Linked DNA regions of Mus musculus: region 2 is linked to region 1. The links are chromatin contacts, called in public Hi-C maps. All regions are on one chromosome and are shown on one strand. Each heading gives the region's core, a stretch centred on a gene start, on an enhancer-like site or on the middle of the called end of the contact. The rest is flanking DNA. Distances are from core to core; before and after follow the strand shown. Region 1 overlaps Klc1 (kinesin light chain 1). Region 2 overlaps Ppp1r13b (protein phosphatase 1, regulatory subunit 13B).

Region 1 (7,776 bases), core at 2,995-5,494:
AGTTAGAGTTGTGAGCCCCCATGTGGCTGCTGGGAATTGAACTTACATCTTCTGTAACAGCAGCCAGTGCTCTTAACTGCTGAGACATCTTTCTAGCTCCAGTAAACTTATTCTTGTTTTGAGATAGGATCCCCATGTGAAGTCGTGATTGTCCTGAAACTCACTCTGTAGACCAGGCTGGCATGAAACACACAGAGATCCACCTGCCTTTTCCTCCCAAGTGCTGGGACCAAAGGCGTGTGCCAGTGCACCTGAGAGTAACTTAATGTCAAACTGAAGCATCTCTAATGACAAGAGCACACCATCAGTGAATGCAGAGACTGCTGCACTCCCCTGCTACTCAGGACTTCCCTGGTCAACAGCAGGAAGGGCAAGGCTGAACACAGGAAGCCCCTTCCTGCCTTTCTGGGAGTTACTCTCAGTAAGCAGATAGTAAATAACATATCGCTGTGCTCGGTTCTCAAACCTTAAAATGATGTCATTCCCCGAGAGAGAGGGAGAGACAGAGACAGACAGACAGACAGACAGACAGACAGACAGAGAGACAGAGAAAAACTAAATTCAGTGAAGAAGTGCAGCTGCCTCTCACCTTCTCCCTGATCTCCAGGGCTCGTTTACACAGCGGCTCCGCCTCCTTGTACTTCCCTCGCTTACCGTACAGTACTGCTAGGTTGTTCAGAGTCGCTGCCACCTGCCAAGACAGAAGGCCACAAGGAGCCAGTGTAAGAGTGGCCATGAGGGGAGTCCCAGATCCTCCCACATGCATGGTGACACTCAGCAGATCAGAGGGACTCACTACAAAATGCACCACTGAAACTAAACAATCAACATGATCTTGATTCTTCAATTTCTCAAAGCCACAAAGGCAACCAAATCAGATCTCTGTACACATCTGAGCAGACACATAAGAAGACAGCACAGATTCTCAAGAACAAATCTAGAGGCCATGCGCCTTGATTTTGGATCAAAGTGAAGTGAGCCAGTGATCTGAGGAGGTGACTTAACAAATCAGAGGGGACCCGAAGGTGTGAGTGTCACTACCTGAGCAGGCCCTACCGGTACCATCTGGGACAAGGTGGCTCTCAGACCCTCCCCGTTGAGCTCGTCATTGGAATGAGCTGGACAAAAATGCATTGGGAAAATAAGCTGTAAAGGCCTGGAAGGAGGGGTATGTATACACACCGCGGGGTGATCTCTGCCCAGGGTTTTCTCGCGGATAGCCAGGGCGTCGTTCAGGAGGTTAGCTGCATCTTTATACTTGTTCTGATCCCTAAACCGAAACACACAGTCCTCGTTCAGCTGGAGGTCAGTCACGAACCCCACCAGTCTAGTTAGTTAGTTAGTTAGTTAGTTAGCCATTACTGATACTGAGGACTGAACGCCTGGGGTTCAGGCATACAAAGAATTTACTTCACCACAAAAGTCAGCCTGAACCTTTTTAAAATGCAATTTTGACTGCAGTGCTGGCCTTTCGAGGCAGTCCAGAGAAGTGGACAGACAGAGTCTATGGGTAGGTCATAGAGATTGTCTGCCAGCAGGAGTCAGCTGAAGCCAGAAGTCTGTAGAGACTCAGACCTGCCCTAGACCTGCTTAGTCAGGGGACCAAGGATCAGGCCCAGCACAGTGAGACTGAAGCCCACCAGGAAATTTAGATTAAAAGTGAAAATTTTAGAGCACTGTAAATCCCTACAGTAAAATTCCAAGGAGAGTGCAGAGGACTTTAAATATCCACTTAAGGAAAGGCACAGTGCAACACCTCACTCACTCCCTGACAGGAAGGAAGAAAGAACCTGCACTGCCCACGCAGGGGCACCGTGGCAGGAGCACAAAGGGCACCACCCCTCTACAGAGCAGCTGGGAGAACCAACAAAGCTTTAAAGAGAACCCATTTCAGGAGATTATCCTAAGGGGGGAATTTTTTATATTAAGTGTGTGAGTGTGTTTCCTGTAATTACACAGAAACACACAGGCCAAACACTCACATACATAAAATAAAACTGATTTTAAAGAAGTCGAAGTGACTGAGTTGGTCAGTGCAGAGGGCAAAATGGCTACTCAGGCAGAGCTGGCCCGGAGCTACAGAGAGCAAGCACCTGGCTGGTCCTGCGAGAGCCCTGCCACCAAGCTGGCTGAACATTCTAGATCAACTGCTGGCTGTTTGAAGCAGATAGGAAGGCTGGAAAGCTGTTTCATAGAGGCTTATGAAACACTCTGCCTCTCAGAAAGTTCAATGCAGTAACCCAAAGACTAGCCTGTACACCAGGGCCAAGATGTTGAGCATGGTAGCCACATCGGGGTGGTCGTGGCCGGAAGTCTTCTCCAGATCCTCCAGGGCCTGCTTGCAGAGTGGCACCGCCACCTCGTAACGCCCCTGTGAAGCATACTGGATCACCAAGTTGTGGAGCGTGCGCAGCCTTGCAGGGATCTCGTAGCCGCCCTGCTGGGCGGCGGCCGCAGCACTACTGTGCTGCTGCTGGACTGCAGAGAAGGTACATGGCCGTGGTTAGGACAGAGTGGCTAACACATGGACAGCACCCTAGTTCCAGTCAGTGCATATGCTAGCCCATAGTCTCCTGGGGACCCACGAGCAAGCCAAGAGAAACAGCCCGTGGGGAACAGTGTGCTGCGGACTGACACCACCACAGGATTCCTCCAAGGGAAGGCAGAAAGGGTAGGTCCTCTGACTTCTTTAACCCTGCAAAGACCCACGCCTATATACTAACTAACATCACACCACGCACTAACTACTGTAAAGTTTGGGAAAGACAGAGGCAATCTCCCAGCTATGGTGGCACACACCTATAATCCCAAAATTAGAGAGGATGAGGCAAAAGAACGGAGAGTCTCAGGTCTAGGGCTGGAAAGATAGTTCAGTGGTTAAGAGCACACACTTACTGCTCCTGCAAAGGACTGGGGTTCAGTTCCCAGCACGCACATGGCAGCTCACAACCAGCTGTAATTCCATTTCTAGGGGCTCTGCCACCCTCTTCTGACCTCTGTAGGCACCAGACACCCACCTAGTACATATACATACATGCAAATGAAACACTCATACACATAAAATAAAAATTTTTGATCTTTAAAAAAAAGGCCACCCTGGGCTACCATGTGAGACCTCATATATATATATATATATATATATATATATATATATATAATTCTCATGTGAGACCTTATATATATATAATTCTCACAAGCTAAGTATGCCAGGGCAGGACTGTCCTCAGAGAGGAAGCAGCCCCACACTACTCCACATTTAACGGCACGGTCACATCCTTGCTACTCACTTCCTTGTCCTGGTTCGTCCTCGTCATTTGGGAAGAGATCATCCAACGGCTCTTTGGAAGAATCAGAGTCTTTGTCCTCCTACAAGAGACCCAGAGCATCCTTCACTCTGTAGAACCCCCATGCCGCCTGCAAACCTCTTAACATAAAATTCCTTTTTACTTACTACAGACCAGACAAGATAGCCAGTTTTTTACAGTTAAGAGTATGATGATCTGAGTGTGGCTTACCCAGCAGCTCAGTAAAGAGCAATGAGTTTACTAAACTTGCCTACCTTGAGCAAGGCCTGTGGGTAGGTAACTACCCCTATCCACCACCACCCCCTGCCTCCCCCCAAAAAGAAACAAATAAAAGGAGCCAAAGAGGGTTTGATAGATTAGAAGTGAGGAAACTGTAGGCCATTGCCTGAAAAGACAGACAGATCCTGACTGCATTTCTAGATCTTAGATTCTTTGACTGTGTTCAGGTGAAGTTCTAGCAGAAAAGCAAAGTCTTGCTGGAAGTCCAAAATTAGTGGCAGGAAAAAAATGGTGTATTTATAATTCCCAAAGCAACAGGGGGGAGGAGCTCCCTCATGCCATTCCTACAGAGGAGGGAACTAGGGCCCCCAGAGGAGCTAAGGGCCTGTCAGTTTTACATCATAACTCCAACAGATTCCTATCAGTGCACAGGCAGAGACAGTGAGGAAAGCCAACGGCCTGGCCTGATGAGGGAAAAAATGCGCATCACCACTGGTGACAGCACTGCCAATGCAGAGCGGAACAGGGAAGCAAATCTCACGGTGAAAACACCCCCTAGGGATGAATAATGCATCCTTCAAAGACGCAGAGACCATGGGAGATAAACAACCGTTTTAATGAGATGCGACAGCCAAAGAGGGGACAAGGATCAGGGCTGTGCCCAGTGGAAAGCATCTGCATAGGCAGAGGCCTGCGTCCCATCTCCATCACCGACACACGCCTACACAACACACCACAACACGAGCCGCCTACGAACCAAGCCAGTACTAGCAAGCACCCACCCAACGCAAAAAAGGCCACAGGAAGCAAAAGAGCGCAAGGAAAAGTCCTCCTCGTCTGCTGGAAAGCCGAGCCTGCAGCTCTGAGCACAAACACCGGTCACTAGATCCAACCTCTGAGCACAGCTCAAGAGCAGTGCCCAGGCAGAAGCACCAAGGAGCCTTATACTCTGTTCTTCTTCCAGGCTGGCTCTCGCTATGTAGCTCTGCCTGGCCTGGTACTCACCAGGCTGGCCTTGAACTTGCAGCAAATCTCCTGCCTCTGCCCCTCTGCCCCTCTGCCCCTGCCTCCCAGAGCGACGATTTAGACGTGGGGTTACTGGATTACCTGGCTAAGATCTGCTCTTAGACAGCCTTTGGACACGGCCTGAGCAGAGCGAGGCGTGCGTGGCCGAGCACTCACCGAGGGGGAGATGTCGTCGTCGTACTTCTTCAGCTGGTTCATGAACTCCAGGTGTTTCTTCTCCTCCTCCAGCTGCGCCACCGACTGCTCGCTCTTCTGCAACTTCTGCTGCGTGTTGGCCAGCTCATCCCGCAGCCACTGGTTCTCCTGGCACAGCCGTCGAACCTGAGCGCGGAGCTTTTGCTTCTCGGACTCCACAGCATTCAGGTGATTGGACAGCGCCATCATCACCTGATCAGAAGAGAACGTTTACACATTGCAGCACGCCTTTGGAGGAGAGCCCGGAACACACATGTGCCTTGCGGTTCCAAATCACATTTACAAAAAACATTCTGTGTGTGCACATAAACAAGATCTGCCCTTTATTCCTCCTTTTACGCTTGGCACAGATCACACTGGAGTGAGTGTCACAGGACACAGGACCATAGCCTGGAACATCTACAACCCGCCACTCTGTGAGAGCATCTCCTCTTCTCATGCGTCCCGCTTCTACGTGGACCGCCAGCCTACCTTTGCACATTTCCGTTTACAGTGCAGGTAGGGGAGGGCAGCATGTAAGTCGTCCTCGCCACTAAGGCTCGGGAAGAATCCCGTAGCTACCAACAACTACTGAAAGTACCGCACACTTCCAGCCATACTAAGACAAAAAGGAGCAGAGGAAGGCAGAGGGGCTTCAGCCTGTGTCCTCTGCAGACCATGTGTCTACTGGTCCCGGTCACGGCATAGTAAGTGGGTCACCATCTTCCTAGGTATAAAACATGAAACACCAGAAGGAAGGCTTTTTCTTACTTTCTTGATTAAAACCTATCATCTAACAAGAAAAAAAAAATGTTTCCACATTCCTACCATCTTTCAACAACAGAACCAGAGGTGGGCAAACAGGTTAAGGAGCCTGTCACCAAGCCTGGTGACCTGAGTCCGACCCTGGAACCCATGTGGTAGTTTCCCATGGATTGATCTCTAACCTCCACGTGCAGAGCATGGCAAGAATGTGCGCACCACACACAAAATAGCTAAGCCTGACAAAGTAGTGCTGGCCTTTAAACCTGGCAGGGGCAGAGGCAGGCAGATCTCTGTGAGTTTGAGGCCAGCTTGGAACTTCATAGAGTTCCAGGATAGCCAAACTATACAGAAAGAGACCTTGTCACAACAGTTACATAGAGCCGGGCGGTGGTGGCCCACGCCTTTAATCCCAGCACTTGGGCGGCAGAGGCAAGTAGATCTCTGAGTTGGAGGCCAGCCTGGTCTACAGAGTGAGTTCCAAAACAGCCAGGACTACACAGAGAAACCCTGTCTTGGGAAAAAAAAAAAAAAAGTTACATAGATAGACAGACGGATGGATAGATGGGTGGAACGACAGACAGGCAGATGGAGATATATATATAGATATAGATATAAAAACATATTTTAAAAAACAAACAAATAAAAACCACAGAACTTGGGGGAGACAATAGGCTCATATGAGATCCTGGGTTCCTCCCCAGAATAGTTTAACACAAGAGAAGCTGTGGTTTATAACTAATATACCAAAGTGAAGATGGAAAATTTTAAACTGGAATGAATCTAGGTGGTGACCTTTCTTTATAAAAGACAAAACTGGTGATGCAGAAGTCTGCCTCTTGCTCATTCACTAACTGTACAAGCAAAACACTAGGGACGACGCCCAGCTCCAATGCAGAGATGCCGAGGGGTGGGTGGGTTGGTGGGTTGGTTTTTCAAGACAGGGTTTCTCTGTGTGATCCTGACTGTCCTGGAACTTGCTCTGTAGACCAGGCTGGTCTCAGACTCAGACAGATCTGCCTGCTTCTGCCTCCTGAGTGCTGGGATTACAGTTGTGGGCCACCACTGGCCAGCCAGAGTGCTGAATGTTAACTGGCTTTACTGACAGAGCCACGGGCCTTCGGGGGAGCGTATACGAATCCACTGTCCTCATCTCTGTCAGATCCATACACTCAAAGTAACGTGGTCCTGGGGTTGCTGCGCGCTAACTGAGTCGCTGATACCTGCGCCTCGCTCAGGCCAAGCTCCAGCATCTCCAGGGACTTGCGGATCATGCTGGATTTCTCTTCCACCAGGTTGCTCTCGTCATCCTTCTTCAAGCACTTCAGCGTCTCCAGCAAACTCTGCAGGATGGAGTTGTGCTCATTCTTCAGGGCTTCCAGCCCCTGGATCACTTGCTTGGTCTTAGAGATGATCTCATCCTGCGTGAGCTTCTCCAGCTTCTCTTCCTTTATGTACACCATGGTGGACATGTTGTCATACATCCTGCGACGGAGAGAGAAAATCAGACACGCCGTGAAAACCTCAACAGCAAAGACTTGACAACTCTAAGTCACATTTGACAAAGCTGGAGAGATGGCTCAGAGGTTAAGAGCACTTGCTCTTAAAGAGACCCCCAATTCAGTTCCCAGCACCCACATGGCAGCTTACAAAGATCTGTAACTTCAATTCCAGGAGATTCAATGCCTTCTTCCAACCTCTGCAGGCACTGTATATATGTGGTACACAGACACAAACACACACAGGCAAAATATCAATACACACAAAACAAAAGTAAGTATTTTTAAGAATTATTAGCCAGGCAGTGGTGGTGTACATCTTTAATCCCAGAACTCGGGAGGCAGAAGCAAGTAGATATGTGAGTTTGAGGCCAGCCTGGTCTAGAGTGAGTTCCAGAATAGCCAGGGACCCTGTTTCAAAACACCAAGAAAAAAAAAGATAGAGACTCCAGCTCCTTCCACTGAAGGTGCTACTGGCAAACAACGGATGAGAGCTGCTCAACAGACAGGAAAGAAGCAGCAATGCACCCTGGGAATCAGTAAAAACAAGAGCAGTCTCAAAATAAAGATGACTCCAGTTTCTGTATTGTCAATTTCTCTAGAAAAATGATTTGGGGCATAGCTAAGATGACTACATTACTTTTATAATCAATTGCCACAAATTTATTCATATGTAGCATACACCTTTAATCCCAGCACTCAGGATGCAGAGGCAGGTGGATCTTTGAGTCTGAGTCCAGCCTGATCTACAGAGTGAGTTCCAGGACAGTCAGGGCTACACAGAGAAACCC
Region 2 (7,776 bases), core at 3,201-5,700, 73 kb before region 1:
TTGTTCTTCCTGGCTCTTAAATGTCTTTTGCTTTGTGTTGTATTCTGCATTCTTTAATAGAGACATTTTTCAGCCAATGAATTTGTCTTCAGCTATATTCAAACAGCTATTTGTCTGTTTGGTTGTTTAGTACATATCAGGTAGTCTTAATATTTGTAATGGAAAAAAAGACAAAGTCCAGGAGGAAATACTTGAGACTCATATGCTTGACAATTAACCTATGCTAATTACTTATCACTAAAGATAAAGAACTCTGAAAACTCAGTAAGTTTTATTCGTGTTTTTATTTAAAATTTTTTATACATTTTTATCATGTATTTCTCCTCCCCAGCTCCTCCCAGATCCTACCCACCTAACTTTGTATTCTCTCTCTTAAACCTCTCTCTTAACAAATGGGGGAAAAACCCACAAAACAAACAAAAAATAATAAGACAAAAATGCCAAAGTGCAACATAAAGTTCACCAAAAAAAAAAAAAAAGTGGCATTTATTTTGTGTTTGGAGCATGACCTGCCCTGTAGAGCTGTTGATATACCCAGTGAGAGAAAACTGATTTTCCTTAGCCAGTGGGTATCAATTGTAAATAACTTCTTGGTTAGGGGAAATAACCCAGTTTTTAAGAATTGGGCATGGGTTCACCAAGGGAGATCCATGAATGCCTGGTTAAGCACATGGAATTGGGTTCAACATCATTAATGTTCAGGAAAATACAAACAAAATCATTTGAACATCCGATGCTAAAAGGTACACATAGCAAGCTTGATCTGGTGTGGAGAGGAGAGGCAGGAATCCGAACGCATTGCTGGGTGGGATGTGGATGCTGTAATCTGCAGAGCACTTGGCAACTTGGAACAGTTTATGTCAGTCTGCCATATAAACCACATCCTGCTCCTGAGAGAGAAGCCAGTCTCTGTGCAGACTTGTGTGTGAGTGGCTGCAGCAGCTGCTAGAGGCCATAGCCAAGACAGGCAAAGCCTGAGGGCAGATGCGAGCTTTGTGTTCCTTTTGTTGCCCAAGGCTCTGCCTTCTGGTGATTGTTCTCTTTGCTCAGTGAAGCTTTTCGAATGGAAAAACACCCATATGCATAAAATAAACTAATTAGAAATTTAAAATAAATATGTTTGATCTTGTATTTAGATGGTTACCATGAGTGTAGCTCTGGGTGTCCTATCAGCTATGATCTTGGAAACAGTCACTTGCTGGTACTTTGCTTATGGTTCTCATTAGAATCAACATTCACTGGGTTTTTGCAGCAGGGTCTTTTCTGTGGCCCTGGATATCCTAGAATGACTCATAGAGGTCTGCCTGCTGGGATTATAGGTATCCTCACCGTGCCTGGCACTGGCTAGCTCACATTTTCTCTCGTTACATATTTGTTTGCTTGTTTTATGTGAATGAGTGTTTTGCATGCATGAATGTCAGTACTCATGGAGGCCAGAAGAGGGCATCAGATCCTCTGGACCCAGAGTTATAGACAGTTGTGAGCCACCATGTGAGTGTTGGGAACTAAATCCAGGTCTTCTGCAAGAACAAGTGTTTACAATTTCTGAGCCATCTCTTCAGCTCCTCTTTTTGTTTCTTTTTTGTTGTGAACTATCCATACAGAAAAAAAATGTATAAAATGTACAATTTAAAGAATTACTCAGGACTAGAGAGCTGGCTCAGTGGTTAAGAGCACCGACTGTTCTTCTGAAGGGCCTGAGTTCAAATCCCAGCAACCACATGGTGGCTCACAACCATCTGTAATGAGATCTGATACCCTCTTCTAGTGGGTCTGAAGGTAACTACAGTGTACTTACATATAATAAGAAATCTTTAAAAAAAAAAGAATTACTCAGAGGCTGTTGGGATTACTGGTCAAATGTAGAATTTCTGAACTTATTCTTTTTAAACCAATCCTATGTTGTTTGTTTTAGCTTTGCAGACACTTAACACAGATGTTTAGTGAAGGTAACTTTTAAACTTCTGCTGAGATTTCACAGGTTGTTTTAGAGAAAGAAATATAAACAAAAAAGCAGTTGTATTAAAAATACAACAGAGGGCTGGTGAGGTGGCTCAGTGGTTAAGAGCACTGACTGCTCTTCCAGAGGTCTTGAGTTCAAATCCCAGCAACCACGTGGTGGCTCACAACCATGTGGAATGGAATGGAATCCAATGCCCTCTTGTGGTGTTTTTAATCCAGCAGAAGTAGAGCAAGGTTCCAAAGTAAGCTGTGGTGCAGTTAGCTGCATCAGAGTCCCCAGAGGGTGTGCAGTTAGCTGCATCAGAGTCCCCAGAGGTGGTGCAGTTAGCTGCATCAGAGTCCCCAGAGGTGGTGCAGTTAGTTAGCTGCATCAGAGTCCCCAGAGGGTGTGCAGTTAGCTGCATCAGAGTCCCCAGAGGTGGTGCAGATAGTTAGCTGCATCAGAGTCCCCAGAGATGGTGCAGTTAGCTGCATCAGAGTCCCCAGAGATGGTGCAGATAGTTAGCTGCATCAGAGTCCCCAGAGGTGGTGCAGTTAGTTAGCTGCATCAGAGTCCCCAGAGGTGGTGCAGTTAGTTAGCTGCATCAGAGTCCCCAGAGGTGGTGCAGTTAGTTAGCTGCATCAGAGTCCCCAGAGGTGGTGCAGTTAGTTAGCTGCATCAGAGTCCCCAGAGGTGGTGCAGTTAGTTAGCTGCATCAGAGTCCCCAGAGGTGGTGCAGATAGTTAGCTGCATCAGAGTCCCCAGAGGTGGTGCAGTTAGTTAGCTGCATCAGAGTCCCCAGAGGTGGTGCAGTTAGCTGCATCAGAGTCCCCAGAGGTGGTGCAGTTAGTTAGCTGCATCAGAGTCCCCAGAGGTGGTGCAGTTAGTTAGCTGCATCAGAGTCCCCAGAGGTGGTGCAGATAGTTAGCTGCATCAGAGTCCCCAGAGGTGGTGCAGTTAGTTAGCTGCATCAGTCATCAGAGGGTGTGAAGTTAGCTGCATCAGACTGGTGCCAGAGGTTGCAGGAGGGAGCAGGAGTGATCAGAGGCCTCCGGAGACAGTTAGAGGCCACTACACTGAGAGCTTAGATTAAATCTCTTTTTTGAGACAGTTCCTGTTACTGTCTAGGGGTCTTGATTGGGTTCATCTTCTCTGCCAGGTAAAGATTAAAAGAGAAAATTCTCAACCACGGCAGGGGCAGCAGGGGGCAGCAGGGGTAGCGGCTGATCTCAGACAGCAGACAGCAGACACGCTGAAAGAAAGGCTGTAAGGGGTGAACACACACACACACACACGCGCACACACACACACACACACACACACACACGTGCACACGCGCGCACACACACGCACACACACCCGCCCCCGAGTCTTTCCTGGAGGACTGAGGGTTCTAAGGGTCTCTGAAGGAGGTCTTCCTTCCTCAATTAGGGTTGTTGAGTTTGAACCATGACAGAGAGGCTGATGGGTCCATAGCTGTGGGGTAAAGATCTGACCTTGAACTTGCAGGACCGACCAGTCCATAGTCAGTACCCACAGGAAGTTCACCATCTTTACTATCTAACTCTTGCCCGCGCTGGACTGGCCAGCAGTAACGACGTTGCAACAGGATCCTTCTGCACACGTTTATTGGGAGAGCTTGATTGCAGAGGCGAAGAGACCCTGAGCCCAGAGCTGGTGCTGCTTATATAGGCCTAGGAGAGGCGTGTCTCACACCCGGATTGGTTATGCACTACGCCTCATTTGCATGTTCCTCATCTGATTGGCTACTCTCTCTCTGTACCTCACAGAGCCTCATTATCATACCTCATTTGCATGTCTCACATCTGATTGGTTATACTCTCAAAACCTCATTATCATGCCCGGGCAAGGCAGTGTCTTTGCAAAAAACTTTACTGCATATGTACACATTGGTTGTTTGTCCAAACTTATGCGTGGTGGCCAGCAGTAGTCAGTGCCACTCTGCAACGGCACATGTGGCTTCCCACATCTAACTTGGTCCATCTCCCTATCTGTGAGACTATCAGGGAATCTTAATAGTCCTTCAGGAGTATGGGCGGTGGCTCTGCCTCAGCAACCATTAACTGTCAGTAACTCTTGCGGAAGAGTTACTGTAGTGACTGTGTAGTCTGGTGAACCCGTACCCATCCCTGACAGGCTGCTGACCGGCCACTCCCATGCAGCTCCTGTACAAGTAATCAGATCCACTGTGAGGCCAAGAGCTCAGCAGGCATGCCGTGTCCCGAGTCAGGATCCCATGGCACTCCTCTGTCCTCAGCTCTCACCGTCTGTGCTCACTGTTCATGATGTCCCTGAGCCTTGATCTGGGCGGCATAGATAGATATTTACAGCCAGGCATTCTGTTGTCACTTGTTCTCAGCATTGGGCCAATTATAACTCTCCACACAGCAGCACTGGCCTCCGGACATAAACCACGTATTTAGAAGGCAGTGTGATGGTCACAGGATGTCCAGCAGCCAGACAGCAGGATTAGCTCATCCTCCAGGGCCTGTGACTAACGTAAAACAGCAGGCCTCAGCTCCCTCCACAGAGCAGGCCTCAGCTCCCTCCTGTCAGAAAGCAGTTGATGGCCCTGTAGCAATCAGCAGTGTGGGCCAATAGGGCGCAGCTAAGTAAAGCTGCTGGTTTTGCTCCTCCAGCAGCCTGTACAGGAGGGACTTTATTTTTGGTAGAACTTGTTTGTGTTAAAGTGGAAGTATCTATAACTTGACAGTTTAAAAAACCTCATTTTTAAGGATTGGCAAGATGCTTGAGGGCAAAGATGCTTGGGGAAAGCATCTTCCATCTACATGTGAGAAGGAAAGAGCTGCCTTTTTAAATTATCCTGACTGTCCATGGTGTCAGGATTAATTAATTAATGTAAAATCTCTCTTTTTTAAAAAGAGACTAGCAGTGGTGGCGCACTCCTTTAATCCCAGCACTTGGGAGGCAGAGGCAGGCAGATTTCTGAGTTGGAGGCCAGCCTGGTCTACAAAGTGAGTTCCAGGACAGCCAGGACTACACAGAGAAGCCCTGTCTCGAAAAAAAAAAAAAAAAGGGGGGGGGGGACGACTAGTTCCACATTGCTCCGTTAGGATCTTTGGATAAAAGAATAATATTCAGATATGTATGTGACTCTGAGTCTATGTTCCCGGAGCTTAGTGTACGCTCAGATAATCTTAAGAGTTTAGGAAGAGGCAGAGCTGGTAGAATGTGGGCTGGAACTGGAAAGACGGCACAGCAGTTAAGAGCCTTTCTTTCAGAGGACCCAGTTTCAATTCCAGCACCCACATGGCTGCTCACAACTCTGGAACTCTTCTTGCCTCTGAGGGATACAGGCAAAACACCCATATACATAAAATTAAATTCCAAAATTAGGAAAACAATTGTAAGAGGTTAAAAAGTGCCGGAACTTAAAGGGATCCTCCCTCCCTCTCTCTCTCTCTCTCTCTCTCTCTCTCTCTCTCTCTCTCTCTCTCTCTCTCTCTCTCTCTCTGTGTGTGTGTGTGTGTGTGTGTGTGTGTGTGTGTGTGTGTGTGTGTGTGTAAATGTAGAAGTAGGAAGTGGGTAGTGAGGATCTGAGGGGTTAGAAGGGAAGGGTCAGCGAGACACCAGGCCTTTAGAATGGCGCTCTGCTGCTTTTATGAGCTGCCTCCTTTGCTCTGTCCTTACCTCTCCCACGGCTCCTCTCCCAGAGTCCTCACATACGCAGCGTGTGGACTTGAAGGATATGTGCACAGTGCATGGAGCACGACTGAGAGGATACGTCTTGCACATGGCAGAGCTTAGTGAGTTGTGTTCTATGTGACGGGCTAAGAGCACGGGCTGCCTGCATTGCTGTATGCTGCCTGCTCCTGCTTGCTCTCCCATCTGTGAGGTGGAGTGCCCTAGCACCTGCTGATGGACATTCTGCGGCTTATGTGGGAAGGGTATACGGCCAGTTGTCAGCTCCACTTCTTTCTATGTCCAGCCCATATGCACCATACTGTTAGGTAATAGGCGAACCACATGGAAGGTTTTTAATGAATATTTGCATTTTAGATTCTATTACTACTTCCATTTCTCTAGAGCAGGTGACAGTGCATTTTTGCGGGAGGGTGGGGGGAGGAGGAGTCATCAGTATATTTACTTTTTGGTTGTTTATCTTTAACTGTTTGCCAGCCCCATTTGCTCAAATACACCTGTTAAATCCCTATTCAGAACAGAACTTCATTTATGCACATCTGCAAATGGTCATGTCATCTTTTATTAAATACAGTATCTGAAATTTATGCATTAGAAAAATGGTATTTAGAAAAAAATTACACTTGTTATTTACTTTTAATAAAAGTAGTCACCACATAGGAGAAGTTCTTGTCAGGAAAAAAACTAAGTTTTATTTTTCTAATTCCTTGTGAGCCTATCTAAAATGTATGCTGACACTTAGAGAAAGGTAACCTTGCAGAAGGAGGACAGATGTCCCATGAGCACTTTTGTTCCTACAGGTTGGGAATCCACGTGTTGAACTTACCCTCTCAGAACTTCAAGATATGGCAGCCAGGCAGCAGCAGCAAATTGAAAACCAGCAGCAAATGTTGGTTGCCAAGGTACATTCAAAAGAAACCTGACTCACAATGTGTAATTCAACTTGCTGTTAGGTTAAGGTTACCATCCCAGGTGGTGAGATGGGGCTGTGCTGAGCAGCGTATATGTGCTGCACTCTGTAGTGGCACATGTGCCTGAGTCTTCTTGATGTTGGGGTTGCATCAGAGCCTTTGGGCTTTGGTACACATGCCATTCCAGCATGGTGAGTGATTGATATAACCAAATGGCAGACAGAATGTGGACAGATCCCTGGGTGTGGTCTCTGCCATGTAGTAGAATTTACTATCCTATAGGAGACTGGCAATCTGACGAAAGCTCTGGCGGGGCCTGGAACAGTGATAGCCAGTTAACAAATGGGCGTTCTAGGGGCTTTTCCACATTGAGCATGTTAGGGCCCATTATATACCCCATAGCCTGCTTTTGTGGTAAACCCTGAAAGTGAGTTTGGGGATTTTTCTAAGTCATGGTTTAGTTATACTTGATAATCAACTAGAAAAAAATCAGAGCTACAACCCATCCCTCCTAAGGGTTATTCATACTGTCTTAAAACAGTATGAATCCACTTCAAAGAAAGCCCCTGAACAGCCAGCCTTTAATCCCAGCATTCTAGAGGCAGAAGCAGAGGCAGAGGCAGAGAGGCAGAGAGAGAGGCAGAGAGGCAGAGGCAGAGGGATCTCTGTGAGTTCAAGGCTAGCTTGATCTACAGATCGAATTTCAGGATGGTCAGGGCTACACACAGGAGAAAAACTGGTGAGGAGCGCTATGTGCATTTTCCTGTAGGATTGTTTTGTTCTTTACAAAACGTTTCACAATTTAAAGGCACTAACTATGAAGAAATCAAACAGTCCCTTGATTGCCTAGTAGTTTGAGGTAGAGATTGGAGGTTTATCTAGTGATCTTCTTTCCATGTGGAACACTCTGATATTTAGGAAATTGAGTGTGGGATCCTTGGAAGTACTTCATAACATCAGGAGCCCTGGGCAGACAGCAGGAGCAAGGCTGGTGGGACTTGACAGATACTGTGGCATGCAGAGGAAAGTGCGGGAACAGACCGAAGTTCCTTGCTGTGACCTTTCAGCAGAGGCCCCGGCATGAGCCGAATGTGCAGATGAGTGCATGTAATCAGATCTGCCTTAAGAATCCCCAAACTCACATCGTCTCACACATATGGACACCAGTATTGTCAGTTTTGTGTGGTCTGACGTGTGCAGAATTCCTTCAGTGTTCTTTAGTAGGTGATGCTATAGGGT

The links. Hi-C and Micro-C count contacts between places; a contact is called where the count stands out from the background.
Region 2: a Hi-C map of cerebral cortex shows a contact between it and region 1, with 1.5 times the contacts expected there. The contact joins two enhancer-like sites. A contact is called at or near these places in 5 of 39 promoter capture datasets (the HPC-7 cell line, embryonic stem cells, hippocampal neurons and 2 more), 2 of 15 datasets of contacts at CTCF or cohesin (embryonic stem cells and large pre-B cells), 26 of 484 Hi-C or Micro-C datasets (CD8 T cells, the G1E-ER4 cell line, LSK cells and 10 more), 8 of 115 datasets of contacts at active chromatin or transcription factors (T-cell acute lymphoblastic leukemia, double positive thymocytes, embryonic stem cells and 1 more) and 4 of 9 other capture datasets (adipose tissue, embryonic stem cells, liver and 1 more).

The regions. Positions count from the first base shown.
Region 1 is chr12:111,771,514-111,779,289 of GRCm38.p6, reverse strand. It overlaps Klc1 (kinesin light chain 1), which reads right to left. Exons shown (of 16, transcript NM_001025360.2): 2 at 6,710-6,971; 3 at 4,707-4,937; 4 at 3,288-3,366; 5 at 2,253-2,478; 6 at 1,183-1,270; 7 at 590-691. The coding sequence starts at 6,970. Among named protein-coding and RNA genes, the nearest start is that of Klc1, 17 kb to the right of the region's middle. Within about 2 kb of position 4,244, at least 8 of the 459 cell types and tissues checked have an H3K27ac peak or open chromatin away from gene starts, as enhancers often do. A contact at or near this core is called in cerebral cortex, where this site is marked.
Region 2 is chr12:111,845,080-111,852,855 of GRCm38.p6, reverse strand. It overlaps Ppp1r13b (protein phosphatase 1, regulatory subunit 13B), which reads left to right. Exons shown (of 17, transcript NM_011625.1): 5 at 6,427-6,528. Among named protein-coding and RNA genes, the nearest start is that of Zfyve21, 35 kb to the right of the region's middle. Within about 2 kb of position 4,450, at least 61 of the 459 cell types and tissues checked have an H3K27ac peak or open chromatin away from gene starts, as enhancers often do. A contact at or near this core is called in cerebral cortex, where this site is marked.